2 separate regions of the Capsicum annuum genome follow, and region 1 is linked to region 2. A link is a contact called in public Hi-C data. All regions are on one chromosome and are shown on one strand. Each heading gives the region's core, a stretch centred on a gene start, on an enhancer-like site or on the middle of the called end of the contact. The rest is flanking DNA. Distances are from core to core; before and after follow the strand shown. Region 1 has its middle 7.5 kb from the start of LOC107861959. Region 2 holds the start of LOC107865848 (protein LURP-one-related 12).

Evidence for each region. Hi-C and Micro-C count contacts between places; a contact is called where the count stands out from the background.
Region 1: a contact with region 2 is called in a Hi-C map of bud, with 2.1 times the contacts expected there. The contact joins the enhancer-like site here to the promoter of LOC107865848 in region 2. A contact is called at or near these places in 3 of 5 Hi-C or Micro-C datasets (bud, leaf and placenta).

Annotation. Positions count from the first base shown.
Region 1 is chr3:257,974,109-257,977,682 of UCD10Xv1.1, forward strand. No RefSeq gene overlaps it. Among protein-coding and RNA genes, the nearest start is that of LOC107861959, 7.5 kb to the right of the region's middle. Within about 2 kb of position 1,348, at least 4 of the 5 cell types and tissues checked have an H3K27ac peak or open chromatin away from gene starts, as enhancers often do. A contact at or near this core is called in bud and leaf, where this site is marked.
Region 2 is chr3:257,937,209-257,940,795 of UCD10Xv1.1, forward strand. LOC107865848 (protein LURP-one-related 12) reads right to left here and starts at 1,779. Exons shown (of 2, transcript XM_016712042.2): 1 at 1,350-1,779; 2 at 735-1,255. The coding sequence starts at 1,574. The coding sequence ends at 848.

The DNA.
Region 1 (3,574 bases), core at 98-2,597, 36 kb after region 2:
TGATGTTTTCCCAGGAGTTACTTGGACACATCCCCTCTCTTGTAAAAGCAATGCATTATCTATACTTAAAACCTTTGTTTCCATGGTAAAAGTGCATTTTCATACATCTATTCAGTCTTTTAGGTCTGACAATGCCTATGAATTAGGTAGTAGTGCAGGAGCTACTTCTTTCTTTGCATGAAATGTAATTCTTCATCAGTCAACCATTCCTCACATACTACAGTAAAATGGTGTTGTGGATGTCACACTCTTTTTTCGTTCGAGGTTTCGAGTCGAAGGGTTTTTTCAATTAAAGTGACGGTATCGAATAGAGATTAGTTTTTTATCATTTTCAGAGTCGTCACTTGGAATTGAGTTATGGTGTTTCAAGTCACCTTATTGAATCCCTAATCAAAAGAAAATGACTCTTTGTTGGTCTGCGAAATAGAAGACCAGGTAAGGAATTCTGTTGACCGAGGGGAAGGTGTGAGGCACCCCTCGAGTCCCGTGGTTGAAACATGGTCGCTTTTATCAACTTATACTTAGCTTTAATTATTTTGATAAGTTATGTTAAGGCCTAAAACTTGCTCATTTTTATTATACTAAATTTATTTTAAAACTCTTGTATTAAATAAATCGATAAAAATTGATTAATTAAAGAATATATATATATATATATATATTTGGAAAAATATTCATCAAGGTACATTATTGCATCCTTGAATTTTAAAATATCTCAGACAGATACATACGCCGCATTCTTGATTGAGACGAATATTTTAAACATGCCAAAAATTTAGCTAACGCTAAAATATTGATTTATCTTATTTGTAAAAAATCATTGCAATTTATCTTTTTTCAAAATGCTACTTAATCTTAAAAGTGAACTAAAATAATATTTCATTTAAAATAATTAATTAGTTTAAATAATAGAAATAATAAAACCTTACTAATATAAAAGTAATAAAATAATATAACAGTAAAAATATAAAATAAAACAAAGTGATTTATGTTATACTAATCTTGTCCACTAATTTGTAAAATAAACTACATATATCTGTAAACATAAACGCATAATACAACTAACCCATTTTCTTTCAATAATAACAATACCAACGTATAATGACGATTTTGGCAATTTATCATCGTTTTCGATGAGATCAAATACAGAGGGATCGATGGCGTGGAGCCATTACAGCCATGGATAGTTGGTCGTCGCTATGGCGATTCCGGCCAGGTCCGGAGTTGATGTTGTCGTATCCGTGAAGGGATTGGCCAGAGAAGGCGCTAATGACGGGAAAGGGAGGTAGTATCGCAGGAAGGAAAAAGGGAAGGGGGCGGCGCCGATTTGGTGGTTGACGGCGACGAGAGAGGGCGGTAGATCTGGGAAAGGGGAAGGGGAAGGCGGCATTGAAGCCTCGCCGGCGACGGGTCTGGCCAAATATGGCCCTCTCATGGTGCGTCAAAGGCGGGAAAAGGAGGAGAAGGGATGGCAGATCTGATTGAGTGTTTTACGGCGAGATTCCGGTGAGTTTCTCGCCGGAAAATTTAGAAATTTTCACTTTTTTTTAACGATTTTACTCTTATTTTCCTCTCTCGAATTCTTTCTAATTTTTTTTACTGTTTTCGCTATTTCTTGGTACATCCGTACATGTTGTCTACTCTATACATGAATGTAAATTTGTGTACATGTAAATTGATGGAGGAATATGAGTGCATGTAACAGAATTATAACAGTGTCCATTTTTATTATTTTTTTTAACATATAGGACTTTAATATTCATATAAACATTCAATGATTTAATGTATAATACATATTAACGAACAAATTTATATAATAAACACATTGAAGAACACATGAAATTATTTAAATAATTTTATTTATATTTTTATTTCTAATAAATTCATACAATAAATAATATAGGATCAAAGTGAAACTTGTATTAATTTAAACAGAAATACGAAGTTATTACCGAAATCTTCAAACAAAATTCTGACTTCGAATCTTTCTTTTCTCTCTTTTGTTTCTCAATTAGTGTTTTTCTTTGTCTGAGTGAATGTCCAATGTCAAAGTACATAGAATCTCCTCAATCTCCTCTAGGGGGTGAGCGTCCTTTTATACTGAGATTTGGGGAACAGTTATCATTTGGGGGAATAATCAATTGTCAGATAAGGGAAAGGGGATATTTAAAATTTAAAAATAATTTGTTTTATTTTATTTATTTTAATAAAAGATAATATTAATAATAAATCAAAAATAAATAATATAATAAATATAAAATGATAATCAATTAATTTTATACTTAACTAAAAGATAATAACAATTTATAAATAAATAAATAAATAAATAAAATATAATAAAATAATATTCAAACTATTAATTTATTTATTAAAATTTATAAAAGAAAATATATATTTAATTGTTATATTATTTTTAAAAATAGAATAAAATAAAAATAAAAATAAAGATCAAAATATATGATTAAATATAAATATAAATATTTAATATCGATAGACAAATTAAAATTTAGGGAGAATAAAAAATTATGTGTCTACAGTGGAAAGGAAACACAAACACTTGAAATATCCAGAGCTTTACTTTTTCAATCCCATTTCCCTATCAAATACTGGGGTGATTGTGTTTTGACTGCTACCTACCTCATTAATAGATTACCTTCCTCAGTCTTAAACAACCTTTCACCTTATGAAAAGCTTCATGAATCTCCTCCCTCTTATGATTATCTCAAATTATTTGGTTGTTTGTGTTATGCTCATTCCTCTACTATTGGGAAAGATAAATTTCAACCCAGATCTTTAGCTTGTGTTTTTATTGGGTACCCTTGTGGGAAGAAAGGGTACAAACTGCTCAATCTTACCACTTACTCTATCTTCTTCTCCAGGGATGTCATTTTCCATGAGCACCTCTTTCCTTACTCCTCCTCTTCTGTTCCTACTCCCCATTTTGAACCTAGTGTTCCTATTTTAGATATACCTCCACCTTCTTACACTATCTCTATTCCTGCCACATCTTCTCCTTTCTCTAACCAAAACCATCCTCCTTATGTTATTCCTCCTGTCAGAAGGTCATTCAGACCACATTCCATCCCTTCTTACTTGCCTGATTATGTCTACACTTCAGTAACCAAGGTTTCCTCTGTTGAGGCTCCTGCATTTGAACCTTAGTCCTATCATCAGGCTATTTGTCATCTTGCCTGGCAGGATGCCATGCTTCAAGAATTCAATGCTCTTGAAGCAAATCACACTTGGAATATAGTTTCCTTGTCTTCTCACAAGAAACCCATTTCAGTAAACGGGTCTACAAAATTAAACACAAGTCTGATGGTTCTGTGGAAAGATACAAAGCAAGGCTGGTTATTAGAGGTGATACCCAACAGGTGGGTATTGATTAGACTGAGACCTTCTCTCCTGTGGTCAAATTCACCACTATTAAAGTTCTTCTATCCATTGCTGTTAAGAGAAAATGAACTGTCTATCAACTTGATGTGAATAACGCTTTCCTTCATGGTGATCTCCATGAAGAGGTTTACATGAAGCCTCCTCTTGGCCTGACACTTTCTTCTTCTGTGCCTACTTC
Region 2 (3,587 bases), core at 529-3,028:
AGTTATTAATCACACATTAATAAGGTATAATATTGAATAATTATTGGACTTAATTTATTTCCTTAAATATTGTTTTGGATAATTATTGGATTTGATTAATTTTTAATCATTGTTAAGGAAGTTAGTCATGATACATAAGATATACATGTATATTGACGTTTAGTTGTGTATAGGAATAATTAAAATCTGAGAGAGGGAAAAATTTATCTAAAAAACAGGGATAGAAGATAATTAAGCAGAAACTTGATGGTATTTATGGTTGTAGCAGTCTCATTTAACGGTCCACCATGATAAGGAAAGAAAGAAATAAAAGCATCAACTGAGATTAACGTTTCTTTGGATTTGATGGGGGGTTCTAAAAGTATTCATTTGTTTCTTTTTTTTGCCAATTTTTGAACCATACAATATACAATGGGGAGGGCAGTTTGCTTCACGAGATTAGGATGGGTTTGTCCCGATTTATATCCATGCGTGATTGGAAATATTAGCTAAGATCCGTATTGTTTTTATTATCACAATTTAGGACTTATTTATGCTATAACCATGTTTTCAGTTTAGAAATGAATATCCTAATTTTAAATAACAAGGCCCTTAGTTGTGATCTATGGATAATTAATTTTGATATAAGATGTTCCACAAGAAAAGCATTATAACTGCGCAGTATTTACGTTGTTGGTTGACGTTATCAAAAATATATATTTATCATTTTATTTGGGATAAAAAGAATACGAGTATTGATAGCATAAAAATTACTCATCACATCTGGCATCAGTTAGTAGAATTTCTTATTTTACATAAAAGAGAAGGAAGGAAGGAAGAAAGAAAGTAAATTAAAAAACAGTGATAATTAAGAAGAAAGACTAGGATCATCAGGGATAGGATCGGCATCGACCCGATTACCAGGCAACTCATCAACTTGGATTTGATCAAGCACAAGTACTAATCCCATGGCGAACGCACTGTCAAATCCAGGCTTTATAGACAGCGAAAAAACGTCCTTTCCAAGCACCACATTGGCACAAGCATCCACTTTCCTTCGAATTTCAGCCACCGATATCTTATCAGCATTGAAAAACGTGCAATTTCTCTGAGCAAATGATCCTTCAATCTGATACTCCTCAATTGGATTACTGTATACTTCCACCGTCACATTAGATCTACCAATTATCGACGATCTACGTACGCTGAATATCGGCTTTTTTCCTTCTTCTCTTTCACCTAAATAGCCTTCCCACCTGTTATGCAAACTCGGCCTCTGTTCGAATATTTTCATCAAAAAGTTTCGAATCATTACGACTATTGCACCTCACACTTTTTTTGGCAAATTGAGTGAAGAAGAAAAACAGTACCTTACGGCGAACAGTGAGAAGGCATCGGCCAGTAGCATCCATCAGAACGAGTTCACCTAAGTCACGAGAATCGGGACCGTAAGTGTCAACTCGAAAAACAAGGTTGCCTTTGCAGTCGTAGGCAGTGAATCCATCTCCAGTGAAGAACAGCGAAGTTTTACGAACAGTAAGATTCTTCTCTTCACTGTAAACAAATGCATCTTCAACAACTACTTTGCTCTTCATTTTTCTTCTCACTTTGAAAAAAAGAAAAACTTTGTTTTCTTGTTTTTCCTAGCAATCAAAATACTGAAATGAAATGAGATATTTATTTATGAGGTGAAAAGGCCAAAAGGAAGGTCCAAGAAGAGGTGGAAGATTGCTAGACACATGTGGTGTGCATTTATTAGTAAAGTGGATCTATTTATGATATATACAGGAGTATTAAATTATTGTAAGGGTTTAGAGTATTAATTACTCTATTTATGCATTCCGAAGTTCAAAATAAATATTTTTGTTTTTTATTTTCTTATTTCTAGCTAAAAATTATTCATTTAAAAATAAAAAGAATATTAATATAATAAAGATGTTACATTTAAAAAATAATTACGAATATAAAAACTTAATTAATAATTTTATATAATTTATAATATGTTAAATTAAATATGATATATATAATATAAATAATAACAATAATATAATAAAAAATAATATGTTTAATTAATAATGCATCTCTAAATTTGGAGAAACTTTATTCAAAACTCCAAATATGAAGTTTTGAGAGTGAAATAAAAGGTGGTTGGAGGTTGTCACCCTTCAAATAAAGAGTTTAGAGGGTAATTTGAAGGGCGATTGGAAATGTCTAATTAAAATCACGCATAGAGCAATTAGAGTAATTTAACAATGAAGCCACTAAATTCCAGGCTTCAGCTTTTAGTACATGTGTATCAATATTTTAATTTACTCAATTAAAGTTTGCTAAGTATGCAAGTTGCATTAAAATAGCAAATTTATCTTAATATTTATTAGCACGTAAGTGGGAACCAAATATTTTGGAGATCACCAACAGCCAATCGTATTATATTAAATCTCTATATAATCAAAAGATATTTACGATGATCCTCGATCTTTAGAGGTCCCATCTAAAAACTATTACTAGTTCAATATTTTTTCTAATATTAAAGGAGTTCCCATTGAGTATGATCACATATACTCTGGGGGTCCTTTGGTTTGAGGTATAAAAAATTCAAGGGATAAGTTATCTCGGGATAAAATAAAAGATCATTTAATCCCTTGTTTGGTTGGAGGGATTAATCCAACCCGAGATAACTTATCCCACCATTTTCTCCTTAGTGATAGAATAACTTATCTCATATACATAGTGGGATAAGTTATCCCGGATAATCTCAGGATAATTAATTCCGATATTAGTTATTCCGGAATAACAATTTCCAACCAAACGACCCGAAAAGACGAAGAAAATACAATTGTTTGGGTCTGGGTTACCTTTTTCCTTACCAACTTCATGTCGCCCGTACCATTGCGGAGAATAATACTAAGTGAAAAACCGGAGATTTGATTTTATAACATTTTATTAATTTATTTTTTATTTTATATATTAGAGATTTAAAGTTCTATACAATTTATAAGTAGTCATAGTAGTGAAAGTTCCCACTTGAAAAGCCAAGAATAATATACATAGATTTTGCATTAAATTTTATGATATATGGTTATAAATTTGGAGAAAAGAGTCTTAATCGATTAAAATACATTATGAATTAAATTAAATCTTTTCTATTTATCTGGCAAGTCGTTATAAAAGTCAGAAGAGGAGCCTAAATCAAAGAAATTTATGGAAACTAATTGTACCTACTTAAGGAAATATAATGCGGTTTGCTGAAGAGTGTCCATGCACACTTGCCCAAAATCTATTTACTCGTGTCTCATTATCTATAATAAACATACTATATATATAAAGTAAATATTTTACCACCGCCGGAATGTCTATGATAAGAAGATATATATAAGATAATAATATAAAAAGAGTTGGTGGATAATGTAGTTTACTAAACCCATCTATAAGAAAATAGACGTGTGTCATATGGCCAATGCAGTCAAAAATGTAAATAGAAATATCTTGTATAAGATAGGATAGTATATATCTATGTAGGGATTGATCATTCACTTTTAAAATTATGTATATTTAAAGTAAAGAGAAGATGAAAATGACTCTGATTTCCAACATGAACAAAAACACAT